Linked DNA regions of Pan troglodytes: region 2 is linked to region 1. The links are chromatin contacts, called in public Hi-C maps. All regions are on one chromosome and are shown on one strand. The core of a region is the stretch at or near the end of the contact, and the rest is flanking DNA. Distances in the headings are between cores, read along the strand shown.

Region 1 (3,018 bases), core at 179-2,678:
GTGACAGCATGCCACTCAACACGACCCGCAATTTCGTCCCCTGAGCTCAATGTGCTGAGCATGGGAGGTCGGCGTTCTCCCTGGTACCGTCGATACTCAGAGAGCTTCTGTAGCCTCCTTCCTGGAGGCGAGGGCTGGTTCCCGCCTCTCCACCTTGTGCGGGAGACTACTTTGGGAACACCCAACTTCGCAGCCTAAGAGGAATGCACAGCTCACCACTTCCGCTAGATGGCGCTACTTCCCCTACTCCGCCCGCGAGACACCCAATTTATAAAATAAATACAACCCAACACCTCCCAAAACCACACCACATAATAGCAGCTCACAGGCTCCCATTAGAAATCTCAATTTGGGAGAACTGATTCTACCTCCGAGCAAGTCTAATACAATTACATTAATAAGACACAATCCCGAATTGCACCCAAGCGTCCCCCACACCCGCCCTCCCATTGAATACACCTGTCCCCCATGCCCGGGCTTGTACCCTGGGTTGAGCTGCGGCGCGAGCCGGCGCTGAATCGTCGCCCGTGCCCACCCGTCCACTTAGGAACGCGGGGGCGGCTTGGCAATGGGCATCCTCGGCCCTCAATCCAAGGTCCGCACCTTCCCGTACGCCGGCGCGCCGAGGCAAAGGGCCGCCGGGACGCGAGCCCACGCGGTGCACTGCGCCGACATCCCCGAGGGCAGGAGCTCGCCAGGCAGCTCCGCAGCCGGGCGTCGAGCGGGAGGCGGGGGCCCGGGCGGCGCGGGCCAATGGGGGTTCACGGCGGGACAGTCGGGTGGCCGGCTCCGTCCGGGGCTCCGCGAGCCGGGCTGAGGGAGGGAGCTCCCAGCCCGCACACGGTGTAAGGGACGTGTGCCGGGTCTGCCCAACCACGCGCGCTGGCGGCTGCCCGGGGGAGAGTATTTTAGGAAAAAAGAACAAACACCAAACCACAAAAACTTTCCTGCTGCCAACAGCTAAAGCGATCGAGGCGCAGCAAAGCTCCAAATGTGGGCAAGATGGGAGCAAGATGAGACGCGGGGCGAGGGAAGACCAAAGCAGCGCCGTGGCCCCGGCAAGTGTCGGCGGCGCCTCGGAGATGTCAGAGCCGGGTCCGCCCGGCTCCCGACCCGCGCTTACCTTGGCGGCTGCATGAGCCCCTGCGGCCCGCGGGGGGTGGCGCTGGCGGGGCTGCGGGAGAACAGGGGGTGTCGGGGCGCCGCTCGTCTGCCCTGGGGCAAGGTGGGAGGGGCTCCGCTGGCGCTGGTCCCCGCCGCCCCGGCCGGCTCAGCAGCGGCCCGGGGAGCGCCTCCTACTCCCGGGCTGCATGCCTGCGAGCGCCTGGCGGAGCCGGCCCGGGAGCGAACGGCCAGTGCTTCCCCGGCCCAGCGGCTCGGGCGGCGCAGCCAGCGCTCGGGAGACAACTGCAGAGTGGGGCGGCCGGGACCAGCCCCCTCCCTCGCCCGGCCCCCGCCCGCCGCCGAGCGCGGCGTCGCGAGGTTCGTTTGCGCGCCGAGGGGAGGGGGCGGGCCGGGCGCCCGGGCCGCGGGCGGGGGGCGCGCGCGGGCGGGGCCGGCAGGGAGGGGCGGGGAGGAGCGGGGTGCGGGCTCGCGTTGCCCCGCCCCGCCGCGGCCCCACCCTCCCGCATCAGCACCGGCTGGGTGGGTGCGGAGTGCGCCAGCGGCCAAGTCAAGACTCCTTGAATGCTCAGGTTAGGGGGCGCGGGCGGCAAGTGCGGCGACTCCCCGGGGCGCCTCCAACTTTCCAAATCCCCCGCAGGGTTGCGGTGGAGCGCACAGTGTCCTTCAGTTAGGCGGTGGTCGAGGGGAGTTCCTCTGAGATTTCTGGAGAAGGCGGTTACATCCAAGACAAATGCTGTTGCGCTCTGCGGAGACGCACCTTTGTTCTATAGAGATTTTGTTGTTGTTTAAGAATCTTCCTGAAAAAACTAATACATATGTATTACATGCTAACACACGCATACATTCTTGCGTAGAATTGTACATAACTCAGGAGTGTCTAGAGTGAAAAGACCGTATCGCACTCCCTCCCACGGCCGCGGCTCCCCCGCGGTAACCTTCGGTCAGGGTGTGCTCCGCCGCGGTTCTTTCCAGTCTCTGCGCTTTTACATACACACGCACAGATTGCGAGTGGAATCTCCTGGGCTTTTCAAAAGAATGTTTTCAACATTAAGCGCATGCACACAGTGGCGAGAACACGGCCACGTCGGGAGCAGTAAATCCCCAGAGGCTCCGGGAGCCCAGGGAAGGACCCTTGCTGTGAAACAGCAAAGCGCCACCCAGTCGCCATGTGTGGATCTGAAACCCCAGCTGGAGCGTGAAGTCGGTCTGGTTACACAGCTCAGGCCCAAGTTAGCACTGCACGGTTAGAGAGATTTGCCAGTACATTCTAGACAGGGTTATGACCTTCCCCTTCTTACAGAACAAACTGTCTTGAATTTTGATATGATGGGAACTCTGGATTTGCAAAATGAAAAGGTATCGTCCGCATTAAAACACGATCGTTATTTATGCGTGTGGTCTTCAGAGATGTGGTTTTAACTCAATATTCTCCGTTTTATTTGTCAAGTGTATTTGTATAGCTGGGATATAAATAAAATTAAGTGGTTTAGCAGGAAGGGATTGGGGATGGGTTTCTAGAATTAGCTCTGACATTCGGCAAGTCATCTAGCTCTGCTGGGCCTCAGTTTCCTCATCTATGAATAGTAGGGTGTGTGTGTGTGTGTGTGTGTGTGTGTGTGTGTGTGGTCTTCCTGCCCTGACATTCTGTGCCATGACATTCAGTGAATAACCAATTTCTTCATCTTTCATAGCTCAGCTCCAACATCTTCCCCACCCTCTAGGGAGTCCTCACATCCATGCCTTTCCTTCCTAACACTGAGCTCACTCGGTAATTATGCGCTCATTAGAGTGACCTTTCCCTACATGTTGGCCTCTCCCACCGTACCATAAGCATCATGAGGGCAGGAACCAGGACTCCTTGGAGTCATCATTGCATTCCTAGCACTTAATATG
Region 2 (3,018 bases), core at 208-2,707, 270 kb after region 1:
TCAGTGGGTGCAGGGCAAGATCCAAGGGAAGTGGCCTGGCTTGCAGTGTTGGCTGCCCTTGGACACTCCTGAAGAGGTAAGGACGTCGTCAGCCATGTGCTTTATTAGGGGAGGATACATGATAGGTTTCTTGGGCCTCCCTAAAACAGTTGGGTCAAGCTGGGAGTCCCCAGCATATCAGGTTTGAGTAGGAAAAATAGCTAAATATGGCCTGTTATTTTTGACATGTGCATATTTTATATGCAGGGCTTGTGTGGTCTTTGGAAAGTGATAGGTACAAAAGAATCACTTTCTCTCATCATCACTCATCTGGGGTTCATGGAGGAGGTGAGATTTCAGGAGTTTTTTGGATGATGGCAAAGCTGTATGGGCTAGCAGAAGAAAGGCATTCGGGACTCCAAGCGTGTTCTAGAGAGTGCAACCTTTTTCAGCCACACCTCTGCAGTCTCAAGCTCTGTGGTGATCCTGACTGCATTTCTCTGTATTGTTCATTTTGGAGTCCCTTAGAGATGATTCAGTTAAAACGAGGACATCTGTGTTCATCCTTGGTCTTTGGGGATTTGGTGGGTCAACAGGTAGAAGTTGTCACTCTTCTATTTCCCAGTGCTTGGTATAGCGAATCATGAAGATATTCACTCCTTCCGTGCCCTTTCCTGGGAAGCCATGGAGTTTCACACTAATAGCAGCTGCTGTCTGTCATTTCACCGTCACATGGACAGTATCTTTAATTGAGACAGCTACCCAGTTGTCTTTTAGAATGAGGTTGAAGTCAAAGATTTCTGACTGTTTCTCTATTAAGAACCATTTCGTTCAAGATTATTTGCCTGTTGGTCCTGTGTTTAGAAACACTTTTGTTCACTAAACACAGCAGTTGGCTAAGTAATCATTACTTTCCTTTTTGTTTGGTAAATGATGCACTTATTCTCTGCAGGGCTCTGGTCTTTGTGATTTTGCCAGTGATCTCAGGTTGTGTCAATTCTGTGCTGGACCAAGGCAGAGAAATGTGATGATTCAGCCAGCCTGGGCCATCCCCTATGAGCCGGTGCATGGGTTTTATTAGCGTTTTTGGAATGCTGAAAGGACTTACGAGCATTGTCTTCCGTTTAAGGAGCTCTGAGGCCTTAGACCACAGAATGGGAACCATTCCTTGAATGTTTTTGAAGTTGTTCTGCTGTGTGGTCTGAGTGAGGGAGAGGACAAAGAGTAGAGAAGCATCTGTGTATCCCTTTTGGGGCCTGCCATGGTGGAATACCTTCGTGACATACTCGTGGCATTGCCAAAATATTTGGGGGCTTGGTTGGCACACCTGCCGATCTTGGCCTTGAACCCACTTACAGTGCACGAGGGTACAGTGGCTGCTCCTTGTGTACAGACACGGGTCACTCTGTCCCTTCTCTACCAGGGACACTGTAAGCCGGGTAAGGGGCGAGGCAGATGGAGGAGGGAAAGAAGCAAAGTCAGGCGGGAGAGGCAGCAAGACAGGGCATGTGAGGAGCAAAGCCCCGAGCGGTTGCCAGGGAGAAAGAAGAAAGACTTTCATGCTGACATTGTTTTCAAATAATTGCAGTTACTGAGAAAGAAACCACAGCGGATGACAGCAAATTATTGAGCCACTGAGATTCAGAAATGCGTGTAATGGGCGAAGAAAGCTGTGTGAGTCCACACCAGAGAGGGGGAGAGACAGAGAGAGGAGAGAAAGAGAGAAGTGGGGAGGGAGGGAGGAGAGAAGAAAGGGAGGGAGCAAGAGAGAGAGAGAGAGAATTCCAGTGGGGGAGGTACTTGCTACTGAAGTGTTCATCCTCCCTTGTGTTAGACCAGAGTGCTTATACCTTTTCTTTGCTTTTCTCTTCTACTTTTGGGAAAACAAATGTTATATAAACGCCGGGCAAAGGGATGATTCATAACCCAGGTGGGTTGGAGCAGGACAGCAAGAGATTTCATCACACTACTCAGAACAGCGTACAATTTAAAACTTAGGAATTATTTTTTTCCTGAAAATTTTCAGTTAATATTTTTGGATTGCGGTTGACCGCAGGTGACTCAAACTACAGAAAGTGAAACCGTGTATAATGAAAGGATGGGAGGACTACTATATATCTATGTATCTATATCTATAGCTATACCTATATATCTATCTGTCTACACAATTACAGGACAAAATACATGGCTTATGTTTCATGGTTTACACAGGTGATTTATTGAAGCTGTGACAATTCCAGTACATGTCCCGCAGTTGTGAAATTCCTGTTGTTTGCCTCCATGGCGGTTGGGAGGTGGGAGCACGTGTCCTCCCCAGCCTTGTTCCATGCCCCGCTTATTGCTTCTGTTTGTGGAAGAGCAGGGTGGCTTGTCAGGAACAAGCAGCTCCGCTTCCTGGGTCACATGCTACACAGCCAATGACTCTCATACAGCAGGTGCCCTGATGGCTCGCTAGAGAGCTGCTGGATCCCCAATCTACTCCTTCTCTCAGGGCAGTGGCTAGCGCAGGGAATGCCTGGTGGGAAACAAAGTGGAGAGAATGCAGAGTGGAGTGAGGAGCCCACCGATGCTTTCCTCCAGACCCTGGAGAGCCTGGGGTCTGAAGAAGAGCACAGAGGCCCACGTGTGGTACCATAAAATTCTAGGAACGCTCCATCTGCACTGCAGGCCTGAGAATACCCAGTGTGACAGCGCTGAAAACATTCCTGGTTTACGCTTCTTAATACCAGTCTGTAAAAATAACAGTCCAACTGCATGAGATCATGGGGAGTTTGTGTGGGGCCATATGCTGTGGGCCGAGTCCGTGCTGACTGACATTTGGAGGCTTGCACTCTGGGGCTTGTTGGTTTGGGAAGGGGAAGGAATCAGAGGGTAGGAGTGGAGCTAGGGAGTAGGAGTAGAAGAAAGAGAATGAGAAAAAGGATGAATAAGCCTATTGTAGCAGGAGATGTCCATCAGTTAAGGAGTAACAGGGAAGGGTGGATAACATTACCATTTATTGGGCATCTACCATGTACCAGATAATGTTTATATTTTTTC

Evidence for each region. A called contact is a pair of places that touch in the nucleus more often than the background predicts.
Region 2: a Hi-C map of stem cell-derived neural progenitor cells shows a contact between it and region 1, with 3 times the contacts expected there. The contact joins the enhancer-like site here to the promoter of RGMA in region 1. A contact is called at or near these places in 1 of 7 Hi-C or Micro-C datasets (stem cell-derived neural progenitor cells), 1 of 1 datasets of contacts at active chromatin or transcription factors (stem cell-derived excitatory neurons) and 1 of 1 other capture datasets (stem cell-derived neural stem cells).

The regions. Positions count from the first base shown.
Region 1 is chr16:84,885,867-84,888,884 of NHGRI_mPanTro3-v2.0_pri, forward strand. RGMA (repulsive guidance molecule BMP co-receptor a) reads right to left here and starts at 1,429. Exons shown (of 4, transcript XM_510608.8): 1 at 1,124-1,429. The coding sequence starts at 1,137.
Region 2 is chr16:85,160,269-85,163,286 of NHGRI_mPanTro3-v2.0_pri, forward strand. No RefSeq gene overlaps it. Among named protein-coding and RNA genes, the nearest start is that of RGMA, 270 kb to the left of the region's middle. Within about 2 kb of position 1,458, at least 4 of the 24 cell types and tissues checked have an H3K27ac peak or open chromatin away from gene starts, as enhancers often do. A contact at or near this core is called in stem cell-derived neural progenitor cells and stem cell-derived neural stem cells, where this site is marked.